Regions from separate parts of the Hordeum vulgare genome. Here region 1 is linked to region 2. A link is a contact called in public Hi-C data. All regions are on one chromosome and are shown on one strand. Each heading gives the region's core, a stretch centred on a gene start, on an enhancer-like site or on the middle of the called end of the contact. The rest is flanking DNA. Distances are from core to core; before and after follow the strand shown.

The links. Hi-C and Micro-C count contacts between places; a contact is called where the count stands out from the background.
Region 1: a contact with region 2 is called in a Hi-C map of leaf, with 3 times the contacts expected there. The contact joins the promoter of LOC123398427 here to the promoter of LOC123398418 in region 2. A contact is called at or near these places in 2 of 6 Hi-C or Micro-C datasets (leaf and seedling).

What each region holds. Positions count from the first base shown.
Region 1 is chr5H:454,030,931-454,037,375 of MorexV3_pseudomolecules_assembly, forward strand. LOC123398427 (60S ribosomal protein L5, mitochondrial-like) reads left to right here and starts at 1,322. Exons shown (of 5, transcript XM_045092899.1): 1 at 1,322-1,419; 2 at 2,276-2,380; 3 at 2,501-2,577; 4 at 2,672-2,726; 5 at 4,217-5,168. The coding sequence starts at 2,312. The coding sequence ends at 4,816. It also overlaps the pseudogene LOC123396865.
Region 2 is chr5H:453,676,271-453,682,234 of MorexV3_pseudomolecules_assembly, forward strand. It overlaps LOC123398418 (formate--tetrahydrofolate ligase), which reads left to right and starts at 2,929. Exons shown (of 5, transcript XM_045092892.1): 1 at 2,929-3,594; 2 at 3,702-3,851; 3 at 4,642-5,817. The coding sequence starts at 3,178.

The DNA.
Region 1 (6,445 bases), core at 72-2,571, 350 kb after region 2:
ACTCTTAGGTACTGATGACTATGTACAAGCTGGTGAATCTCTGAACATTTTTATTACTGCAATGTTCAAGTCACAATGGAATGGGTGTGGGTAGTCTCTCCCTGGAGCATCTCCAACAGTTGACCAAAAAAGTTGAAGACCAAATTTTAGGTGTGAAGAGAGAAGGTTTTTGGTCTCCATAAAATTTCCTGCTTTTCGAGCTGACCAAAAGGTGAAAGAAGATGTCAATTTCGCCTCATATTTCATGGCAACTTACAATTCAATGTAAAATTATCTATTTTGACTATTAATATTCACAACTACATCATATTCAATAGAAGCAGAATAAAAAAATAAATCAACTTTGTGGCAATTCGATGAACACATTGGGTGCCTTGGGCTCACTTTTGCTGAACACGTTGGGTGCGTTGGGCTCACTTTTGGCCAGTGGAGTGCAACGTCGACGGAAGAAGCACCGGGTGGCAAGGAATGGTGACGTGAGGGAGACCGGAGGTCAAGGTGTGGCATCCTCGGAGGGGTGGCCGGAGGCGATTCTCGTTCGCTCTGGGAACCTTGTAAATCTGATATTTCTTGTTTCACAGGGTCAGCAGTTTGGCCCGGCGCACCATTTTATTTTGTGACAAGAAAATTTGGTCCCCTTGTAGACTGGTTTGTTATTGGAGGCTTGGAGACTTTTTCGATCCTAAAAACAAAAAAAATAACAGTTGTTTTGTTGTCACAACTATGATTTTCTTGTATGCCGTTGGTCGTTGGAGATGCTCGATCTTAAGGTGGCAGATTGACCGAAAACATAAGGTTATGATGTACTCCCTCCGTTTTAAAATATAAGACTTTTTAAAGATTACAATAGGAGACTACATACGGAGCAAAATGAGTGAATCTACATTCTAAAATATGTCCGTGTACATCCGTATGTAGTTTATAGTGCAATATCTAAAATGTCTTATATTTAGGAACGGAGGAAGTATAAACTATCCACATCATTAATACAAAGATAAAAAAATATATTTTTCTCAGGCCATATTTGGGGGGAGGTTGGGTCGTAGTGAAAGAAATTTGAATTGCGAAAGACGTGTGAATTCTAGCCAGGCACATACATATCTCCGCAGATGATAAAAAAAATGAAGTTGAATTGCCTGGAAAGAATGAAGGGAAATGATTTTGATAATTTTAAGCCGTGTAAGTTGCTAGTAGCCCTTAGGATTTTGAGAGAAACCGGACTTGACGAATTGCGTGTGTTTTCGAGGGGAAGAGGGAAAAGGAAGCCCAGCAGAGCCCGCCGTTGTTGGGCTGGCCCAGCCGCCCCTTGCGACCCTGTGACACGACGACGACACCCATTGTCTTCTCGCCGCCCCCACTCCCACTCCCAGATCACGCCGCCGCCGCCGCACGGGTCTGGTGGCCATCGCCGCCGCAGAGGTCAGCGCCCCCACTCTTCCCCGTCTACCGGCGCGCCCCCATTCCTTCTCCCCCTCCCCCACGTAGCTCACCTTCTCCCCCTCTCCCTCTGACTGCCGCCGGATGCTGCTCCACCGTCGCCCCTTCCCCTCCCCCGGTTGCCCAATACCGGCCCCAACTCTCCTCATCCCACGTTTCTCCCCTCAATGTGCTCCATGGTCTGTCCGTGCATTTCTGAGCTGATTAGGGGCTTCTTTTCATCTGGAAGCTGCCGCTGCTGCCAACTACTGTACTTTTACTTGGATTACAAATGATGACCCATTGCCCTTCTGATGCGCCTATTTGGCCCATGGTTCCTTTTTACAAATGTTCTTGCATAGTTGCATATATATGGTCCCATGATAAAACTGGTTGCGTGCAGTTGATGTTCATAAATAAATGAATGAGGGAGTAGTTTGTTAGAGATTCAAGTGTGTCGGAGGTGCAAGCATGTTTATATCTCTTAAATGATGGTGTTTTTACTGTTGGGCTAGGCTCATTTATCTGAATGCCATCATTTATAAACAGTTTAGGCAACAGTCGGTGTCTAGATTTATATACGTCACCAAGAAAACCGCAAATGCTAACACTGCGAGCTGCAGGCTTGGTTGCTGTTCCGTGTACATACATGACCATGGTAGTTAAATGGTTAGGATTTCTGATCAGCTACGGTCAGATGCTCGAGAGACACGAATCGCCGCAACCAGCTTAGGATGAGCAACGCCCCATTTTTTAACTTGTCTACCTTGTTCATGACTGAAAGCTGTTGCAATACCCATTCCAACCCGCAAGGTCCACGGGGCTCCTCATCACTTTCTCCTCCTCTCTGTCTCCACAGGTCGCTGCCGCCGAGAAAGCTTAAGCGCAAGCAGCCATGTCCATCAGATCTCTCATCGCCGCGTCCAGGTCCGGCCATGCACTCGCCTCTGCCACCATCTCTCAGGTCAGGCGCCCCTCCCCCGCGTTTCTTTCACCTCTTTCTTTACAACTGAAGGTGGACACTGATTCACAACATCTTTCAACTGATCTGATGTGTTTTACTGCGTGTGGTCTGATTGATCAGGCGGCCTCCAGGGCGCACCAGCACGCTGGCGTGCCTCATCTGCTTTCGAGGCTTGCACCACTCGCCCGCGCCTTCAGGTACATCTCTTGTTACCATCTCCAGTCTCTGATGCCAGCCTCACTCTTCCTTGCACAAAGAGCTTAATGAGTTGTTCGTTCCATATGTGTGCAGCTCAAGCCCTGCAGCAGATGATGCCGCTTCAGGTGTCCCTGTCATGGAAGAGCAGGTGTGTTACTCCCCTCCCTGAATCTCTCATGTTCTGCTAATTGTGTGTGAGTGTAGGGTCCATTTGCATATGAGTAGCAGCTAGCAGAATACACGTGCTTTGCTGGGCCGGCAAGTGAGGCCCTGGCTGATGTTTTGTTTAGAACCACTTCAAAATGTTGCTTTAATACTATAATATGTGTATAATTAGCTGATATCTCCATATGGAGATAGTTTAGTACAGAGAGAAAATAATACCTCTTTTTCTTGGTCCGGGTAAATGCGAGTACATTAGATAATTAAAACCGAGGAATTAGAATAGCACCAGAAAACCAGAATGCTATTGCCAAGGGGAGATTCTGGGTCTATTCTATCCTGGCGATACATTGCATTTGTTAAATTGAACCACACACCATAATGTGTTAAATTGTACTGCGCTACTTTATGTGTATATATAAAGAACTATCCATGAATACATGCATTCTGATCTTGGTAGACATTATATGCCTTGTACTTCACCAAAAACAGAGCACAACAAACAAGGACTGGGTATTCATGCACGTAGTGGACTGTCTTTCGAGACAGTATACCACCATCACAACTGGATTAGCATATGCCTTACAGCAGAGAAATTTTGCACCGATTCTTTATCGCTAGGGCAGTATCAACGTTCATATCGTTGGATCCTGCATCCAATAAAAACAGGGAAGAGTGTCAAAAGAGAATAACATGCTATGCGTGCTAACTGACAGTCTGAATTCTTGCACGTGCCAGATGACTGGCCTGGATAAAAGAAGGGTTTAAAAGTGATGGTAGAGAAAAGGGAGTAGAAATAGTTCAGTTGATTCAGTGATCATGTATTATAGTTGGTTTCCGTATCTTTAGCGGTTAGAGGTGACTTTTCCATCAAGTTAATGTAAAATGGAACTGACATCCAAGTACTAAACTAATTTAGGTCAAGCATGATTGAAACCAGATGTGCTGTATATAACTACATATATAGATTAACAGCAGGAGTTTAAACATTTTCTTGGCCAAAACTTTTGCATAAGATTGTAAATAGAAAATAAATATGAAAACTCGAACTAAATTCTGCTCGATAGAAACATGCTTCTACTGGTTGCCCATATTGTATCTATTGAATCTCATATGGACGGTCTGCTAGTTTAGGAAACAGCAGACATTCTGTGGAAAATATCATGTAGAGATGAGGATATCTGAAGAATTGAGCAGAGATCAGAAAATATAATATGTGGTGACACATGTCATCAACATATATTCTTCATCTATAACCTGCATGCAGATTTAACTAAAACTTTTTGTACAAGTATTTAAATGGGGAAGCATAAGAGAAAAATGTAAGAGGGTTATGCAGTGATGAAGTGCAGTTAATCATGTGATGTTCAATTGATCTAATATTGTGATTTGCTGATGATGATGACAACTTCAATTGTAGTGGATTAGTAGTGATGCTTCTGGTAGAAATTGCTAATAAATAATCTGTTTGTGCAGAAACGGCGGGTGGGCAAAAAGGCCAAGGGCTCGAAAAGCGGAAAAGCCATGATGTTCCCACTCCATTTCCACTACGAAGATGTGTTGCGTGAGGATCTGTTGCTCAAACTGAACCACACCAACACCATGGAGGTCCCTGGGTTGTTTGAGATCAGACTGGTGCCCAAGTCTACCACCGGTGCCAAAATCCAGTTTGGGAAACTGGCCATGGAGATTCTGTGCGGCCAGAGATGCATACAGGCGGAGCTGCCCGCCCATCTGAAAGGGAAGGCGACCAATGCATACCTGGGGTCCCAGAAAGACGCCGTGTCCCTTAGGCAGAGCATCATCCGTGGGCACGGGATGTACAACTTCCTGGTCAGGGTCCTGACAGTGATGTCGATGCTGGATTCCAAGGTGGCGTTCGAGCAGGGGAACTGCGTCAAGTTCTTCATGGCGACGGAGTTCTGTGAGTTCTCCCCGGAGATAGAGGACCATTTCGAGATCTTCGAGACCATTGGAGGGTTCAACGTGACCATCGTCACCACGGCCTGCTCGAAGGAGGAGACCTCGCTGCTGTGGAGCGGCTTCTTGCTCAAGGATGAAGGTGAGATCAGCTAAGTCCGATGCTTGAGTGAGATCACGTGCGTCGCGCTAAAGACGAAATGAGATGGAAGCTTCTACCGTCTTATGATCCGATCTTTTCTAGCTAGAGTCGATGACCAGCTTTTCATTATGGAGCAATCTTGTTGGTGGATGGAACTGAGTTCCTCCTGTTGTGTTTATCTTTAGAAGAGGCTCGTTTTTCTTCGGTATGCAGACATTCTCGGTTTCTACGGTGGCAAAAAATTAAATATGGTGATTCATCCTAGTTGTATGCTTGTAGGCTGTGTGGTCAACCTCTTCGCGTGAAGATTATTAAATAATAATGCAGTTGATTCAACCTGCCAGAAATATATGGCTAATTTTATAACTGTAGCAACCTTAGATCAATGTGCATCTAGATTTTTCCTCATTATTTTGGTCGCGTACTGTCATGTGGCACATTGGTCTCCATTCTGATTTTTGATAAATTTTGTCACCCATTCCCACCTTGGAATGTAAGCAAAGAATCCTGTCTTGGGGAGAATCCTTCCTCATTGCCCATGGAAATAAAAGGGCTTTAGAACTACTTTCTCTGTACCAAAATAATTATAGTTGGGGAGAACTAGTTTAGTTGTTTGCTGATCCCAACAAAAATAATTGTAGTTGGAGACTAACTAGTTTATTTCTTCCCAACTACATTTGGTACAGAGGAAGTAGATTAAAAAAAGTCTCTTTACGTTGAAATTTGAATGTTGTTTGCTGATCCACATGAGACCTGATGTTCCAGATATTTTTTGCATACCAATGGACGCCGTGTTGGTGATTCACATGCGACCTGATGGTCCAAGATATGCATACGACCGTGTGCAAAACGAGCTTTCCACTAGTGCTGGTGTTACCGTCAGCGGCGGAGCTATGTGTGCCAAACGAACTGTGAAGATATCTTTTTTTTTGTGTGTGAAAGAACGATTAGGAAAAGTAGGGTCTTTTGCCCCCCGCGAAAAGGCATGTTTAGGCCTTCCGTAATGGTAGTATCTTGGCACAATATCATAGGCAAAATGCTGACGTGGCACTATATTTATTAAGGAAAGAGGAGGTTGTTGTATCTTATTTAGGATACGGCTCTTGCATGGTATCATAGGCAAAATAACTTGTTAGACCAATCACATATTAGTATGAGGCCAAAATCATTAAATACATGCTTACTAAGATACGACACTTAACATACAATACATTAGGATGGCTGTATCTAACGATCGTATACTACTTAGGATACCGCGCTAAGAGACAATGCATTACGGAAGGCCTTAGAAGAGGAACGAAGCCTAGGCTGCTCTGTCTGGTTACTTGAGGTTCACGGACTTTTTGGTGTAGGGACTAAAAAAAAATCCCTTTTAGTCCCATGGGAAAGAAACAGGAGGAATTTTTAGGGACTAAAATGGGGTAGTTGGGACTAAAGAAAGAAGTCACTATGGGAGGGACTTTTTGTGACTTTTTTGACACTTTTTCCAACAGTGTCCCTACTTTTAGCATGTCATTTAATGACTTCTAGTATATTACTAGGGATAACATGGTCTTTTTGCATGTCATTTAATGACCTCTAGTCCATGTTTAGTCCTTAGAAAAAAAACGGATAGGGACTAGAGACTTTTTAGTTGTGACTAA
Region 2 (5,964 bases), core at 1,679-4,178:
TGACTAAGGATGTTTCCTGATTTCTCCCTCTTCCTGTGGTCATCTCACCTCTCTCAATCTTATCCAAAAGAATTTCCTTTTGCTTGTCAAGCAATTTATCCTTCCTCTTGCAAGATGAAGTACTGAGATTGGCAATCATGGTCACATATTCAAAAAAATCCTCAACACCCTTGCAACATCTCGAAACAGCAACAACTACCAACTGCAGTTGGTGGACAAAGCAGTGGATATAGAAAGCATATGGGTTCTCATCTCGAATTAACTTCTGAAGTCCATTGAATTCTCCTCTCATATTAGATGCCCCATCATATCCTTGCCCTCGTAGTCTTGCAACAACTAAACCGTGTTTAGCAAAAACCTCCAACAATGCCTTCTTCAAAGAAACAGATGTTGTGTCTGGAACATGCTTAATAGCCAAAAATCTTTCAATGGTCTCTCCTTTTTTGCTCAAATACCTGTAGAAGTAGGCAATCATAAAATTAGTTAACCTACTCTACATATAACAGAAGGAAAAAACACATAGACACTTAACATTCTTCAATACATTATACATACCTGATAACCACGGCCATTTGTTCTTACACCGATATATCACGGCACTCATCAATATGTTTACGAAATATTGTGGATGCTACATGGCCCACCAACATGTTTACGAAATGCTGCAACTGCATTTTTCCAACAGTCAAAACCAAATTTGGAGAAGACATCATGCCCAAATTTATCATCCATTCGGTCATGCTTGAAAAGAAAACAACAGAAGCAATAAGCCTTATGCTTTGTTACACTATATTCCAACCAAGCAAAGTCTTTATACCATTGTGGTCGGAAGCATCTTCCATCTCTATTTGGGGGGGAAATGCAACTTGTTGGTTGAGTTGCACCCATTCGTATATAAGCAAATCTAACATCATCTCTAATGTTGGGGGCAAAACAATCAAGTGGAATGCGAAGTCCTGGATCACCATATATGTAATCTTCACTAAAAATAGTTATACCTTCAACCCCGTGAACTTCTACATTCTCTTCCACTATAGCTTCAACGGAATTTGTAGTTTGTTCCACTTCCATGGAAATAACTTGATTTTGATGATGGTCATGTGCTGAAATATTGACACTTTCACGAGTGCTTGGATTCGATTTTAAGCTGCTGCCACCACCAAGCACTTGAAAATACTTTCTTAAATCTGCAATTACAACATTAATATCTCAATACAATCTGCTGCCACTACCAAGTACCAACCACCTCAAATTTCAGAAAAATAAAAGATTACCTCTTCCTCTTTTTTTGGATTTGCTAGACTCTCATGCCCACTGCTCATGTCTGAACCAGAAGTGGTCTGAACCTGCGCCTGCTGGTGGCCTGCGCCGCTGGTGGCCTGCGCCTGCTGCGCGCCTGCTGCCTGAAGCAGAAGCGGCCCGGTCGTCGCCTCCCCCGGCCGCCCCTATCCCCTGCCCCGCCGTCGCCTCCCCCGGCCGTCGCCTCCCCCGGTCGCCCCTATCCCCTGCCCCGCCGTCGCCTCGCCCGGCCGCCGCAGGCCGCAGCCGCCGCCGTCGCCTCTCCCGGCCTCCCCTATCCCCCGGCCGCCGCAGGCCGCAGCCGCCACCGTTTGCTGGCCCGCGCCGCCGCCTCTGGTTCAGCCGCCGCCGCCTAGGGTTTGTGTGGGGACGTGGGGTGAGCCGGTGAGGAGAGGAGCAGAGCAGAGGAAGACAGAAGATGCGTCATGGTCTGGTCTGGTCGTGGACTCGTGGGCACGCAGTGATTAGCACTAGTATTAAAAAAAAATTGGCTCCAAATCAAGGTATGGCACGTGCCACACCTTGCCCACCGGGAGCTCCGCGAGTGATATAGACCATATGCGAAATAAAATGAATAAATCTAGATTCTAGAATACATCTATATACATTCATATGCGGTTTGTATTGATATCTTAAAAAAATTATGCGGTTTGTAATGCATGACATGACATCCATATCTCGAAGCAACACAAAATGTCTCCCCCATGCATGTTATTACCGTGTTAGCATTCCTCCCACTCGATCGCCTCATGAAAGAGAATATACATGAAAACCAGGTTACTTCATGAAAATCACACTTCCAATTCTTTAAAAACCTAAAACAATATATTAGATAGTAAGCGGTTGATATTTTATTGCCATACAATATTTCAAGTTTAAACGCATTATCATTTTATCATTTACAAGCTAAGAACATAATAAATTCAATAATGAATAGCGACGGTTTACTGTTTGATACTATTACCTCTGTTTCTATATACAAGTCCCTTTAAAAAATTATTAATATAGACCATATGCGAAATAAAATGAATAAATCTAGATTCTAAAGTACATCTATATACATTCATATGCGGTTTGTATTGATATCTTAAAAAAATTATGAGAAGGAAGTAACATTCAATACCTCTTTTGTAAACTAATATAAAAATATTTAAATAACTAAAATAGTGATTTAAATATTTTTATATTAGTTTACGAAGAGAGTACTTTCTTTTTTTTGGGCGTGCCGCGTGCCTCACAAACCGAGCAGCGGCCACGCGTGGCCTGCAGCCCGTTCTTCAGAGAACTTTGCGTGTCACCGCTGCTGGAGTGCCGTTTTTGCCAGAGCAAAAGACCAAACTAAATGCTCACGGTCACCTGAACTCAAGCGCTCGATTCCAAAAAAGTATGTTTGCAGATCAATGCTGGCACGCACACCGTGCTCATGATCCAAGCGGCGCCGCCTACAAGATCGCGCACGCTTGGCGTCGTCGCTGCCACCTCCAGAGCACCCGATTCAGATACAGATACAGATACAGATACAGACTGGGATTGCATTGCAGCAGGCATCGTCGCCCACACCCACCGCCCCCCAAGAACCCCTTATCTTCTCCCCCGGGTTGGGATCGCGGTCCATCTTCCGTCCGTCCGTCCGTCCGTCCGTCCAATCCGAGATAAGACCACCCCCAATACCCTCCCGTCCATCCCACCCAATGCCTCTGTTCGTCTGAAGAATCGGCAGTGCACACTGACGGCAGGGAGAAGATCCAGCGCAGAGTTTCAGTCAAAAACAGTTCCTTTGAGCCGACAAGGTTTATAGAGTGGTTGGTTAATTAATCAAATTCGAGGTTTTTCGCGAGTACGTAGCATTATTGGGTTGGAGCAGTGGTGTGGTGTGCCATGGATCTGCCTGCCCCACCAACCAACCATCCCAGAACTTTATCCTCCATTATCCTGAGCCGCCGCCGTCCCGACGCGGGGGCGAGAATATACAATTGCTCCGCGACCGCCAGCCAGCGACGACTCCTCCTCTCGCCTCCACCACCCCCTCGCCACCACTCGCTCCCGCCCCGCCTCCGCCCCGACCCGCCCGCCCGCGCCGTCGCGAGATCCAGCGCCGTCTCCGCGCCGCCGCTGGTGCCGCCCATGACGACGCCGGCGCCCAACCCCACCATCCGGAGGCTCGACGTCGCCTCGCCGGTGCCCGCCGACATCGACATCGCCAACGCCGTCGAGCCGCTCCACATCGCCGACATCGCCGCCGAGCTCGGCGTCCCTCCGGAGCACTACGATCTCTACGGCAAGTACAAGGCCAAGGTGCGGTTCTTGATCGGTTCCCGAGAAAAAAAGACCACCGGCGTCGCGTGGTGTGGTCGGGTGAGTCGATCTGACTGGACTCTGTGCGGCTATTTGGCGACGTGCAGGTCCTCCTGTCCGTTCTTGACAAGCTGCAGGGGCAGCAGGACGGCTACTACGTGGTCGTCGGCGGCATCACGCCGACGCCGCTCGGGGAGGGCAAGTCAACGACTACCGTCGGCCTGTGCCAGGCGCTGGGGGCGTTCCTTGATAAGAAGGTGAGATTTTCAGAGTTGTTTTCATTTGACTGTCATCGACGAGATAACCTGCACCGGGCTCATTAGTGCTTCTCGATTAGAACAAAGCCGGCAATTTGTGATATGTTGTAAGAATGTACTCCCTCAGTAAAGAAATATAAGAGCGTTTAGATCACTCTTTAGTGATCTAAACGCTCTTATATTTCTTTACTGAGGGAGTAGTTTGGCTGTCATCCACGAGATAACCTGCACCAGGTTCATTAGTGCTTCTCGATTAGAACAAAGTCAGGCAATTTGTGATTTGTTGTAAGAATGCCGTTTGAGTTGATAAAAGCCGGCACTGAGGTAAACCAATGGGCTTATTTGGAACAACATTGGAAGGATTAAAAATTGTTTGATACAAATTTCGACTGTGCAGTAGTAATCTGTTGTTGTCCCCTAGTTTGTAACACATGTACATATCGGCTGTCACGGGTTCAGGGTTTGCGTAACAGTTGGATCTGATCGATTTATTTGTGAAGTTGTGTTGACATAAACACTCTGTACAGCTGCAGAATTTTCAGTGCTTATGGTAGGACTTCTTCTGTATAGCCACTGGATGGATAATAATCAAGTTAGATTAAAAGTTTTGGTCATCTCGAAAGTATCCGAAGCAACTCCTGCTTTTTATATCGGTGTAAATATTGATACAATTCAAGGCTATGAATAATAGACTACACAATGCAGAACATATGGAACCTATTGTCATCTATTGCTGTATACATAATGATATTGATATGGTTTACTATTTTATTTCCTGTCGTCGTTATAGGTTGTCACTTGCGTCCGTCAACCATCACAAGGGCCTACCTTTGGTATCAAGGGGGGTGCTGCTGGAGGTGGCTACAGTCAAGTTATACCCATGGATGAGTTCAATCTCCATATGACCGGAGATATCCATGCAATTACAGCTGCAAACAATCTTCTTGCTGCTGCCATTGACACAAGGATTTTCCATGAAGCTTCTCAATCAGACAAAGCTCTGTTCAATAGATTGTGTCCACCAAACAAAGAAGGGAAGAGGCGCTTCGCTGATGTAATGCTCAGACGCCTGATAAAGCTTGGCATCTCAAAGACAGACCCCGATGAGCTAACACCGGAAGAAGTGAGGCGTTTTGCAAGGCTTGATATTGACCCTGCATCCATTACTTGGAGACGGGTCATGGATGTTAATGATCGCTTCCTGAGGAAAATCACCGTCGGACAAGGCCCTGAAGAAAAAGGTATGGTGAGAGAAACAGGCTTTGACATATCTGTCGCAAGTGAGATAATGGCTGTATTAGCTCTTACAACCTCCCTTGCTGACATGAGGGAAAGACTTGGAAGAATGGTGATAGGCAACAGCAAGGCAGGTGAGCCGGTTACAGCTGATGATCTTGGTCTTGGAGGTGCCTTGACTGTCCTAATGAAAGATGCTATTCATCCCACCCTAATGCAAACTCTTGAAGGCACTCCTGTTTTAGTGCATGCTGGACCTTTTGCTAACATTGCACATGGGAACTCTTCCATAGTTGCTGATAAGATTGCTTTGAAGTTGGTTGGGAAGGGTGGCTTTGTTGTTACAGAAGCTGGTTTTGGTGCTGATATTGGGACTGAAAAATTCATGGACATAAAGTGTAGGTATAGTGGATTGACACCACAGTGTGCTATTATTGTGGCCACAATTAGGGCTCTTAAAATGCATGGAGGAGGCCCAGATGTTGTGGCTGGGAAACCTTTAGATCATGCATATGTTAGTGAAAATGTAGCTCTTGTTGAAGCTGGATGTGTTAATCTTGCTAAGCACATCTCAAACACAAAGGGTTATGGAGTGAATGTTGTAGTAGCAATCAACAAATTTGCAACAGACACAGACGCTGAAATGGAAGTTGTGAAAAATGCGGCTATGGCAGCTGGTGCTTTCGATGCTGTCGTCTGCTCCCACCATGCACACGGTGGTAAAGGAGCGGTTAGTTCTCTTCTCTTGTCTAGATTGTTAATTAAGACATTCCATTTTAATGAATGAATATACCTGCAGCTCTCCCCCATGGTCTCGAAAAGAAGACATTCTATACATGATATCTCTTTATGGAGAAATATTTAACTGTGAATCTAT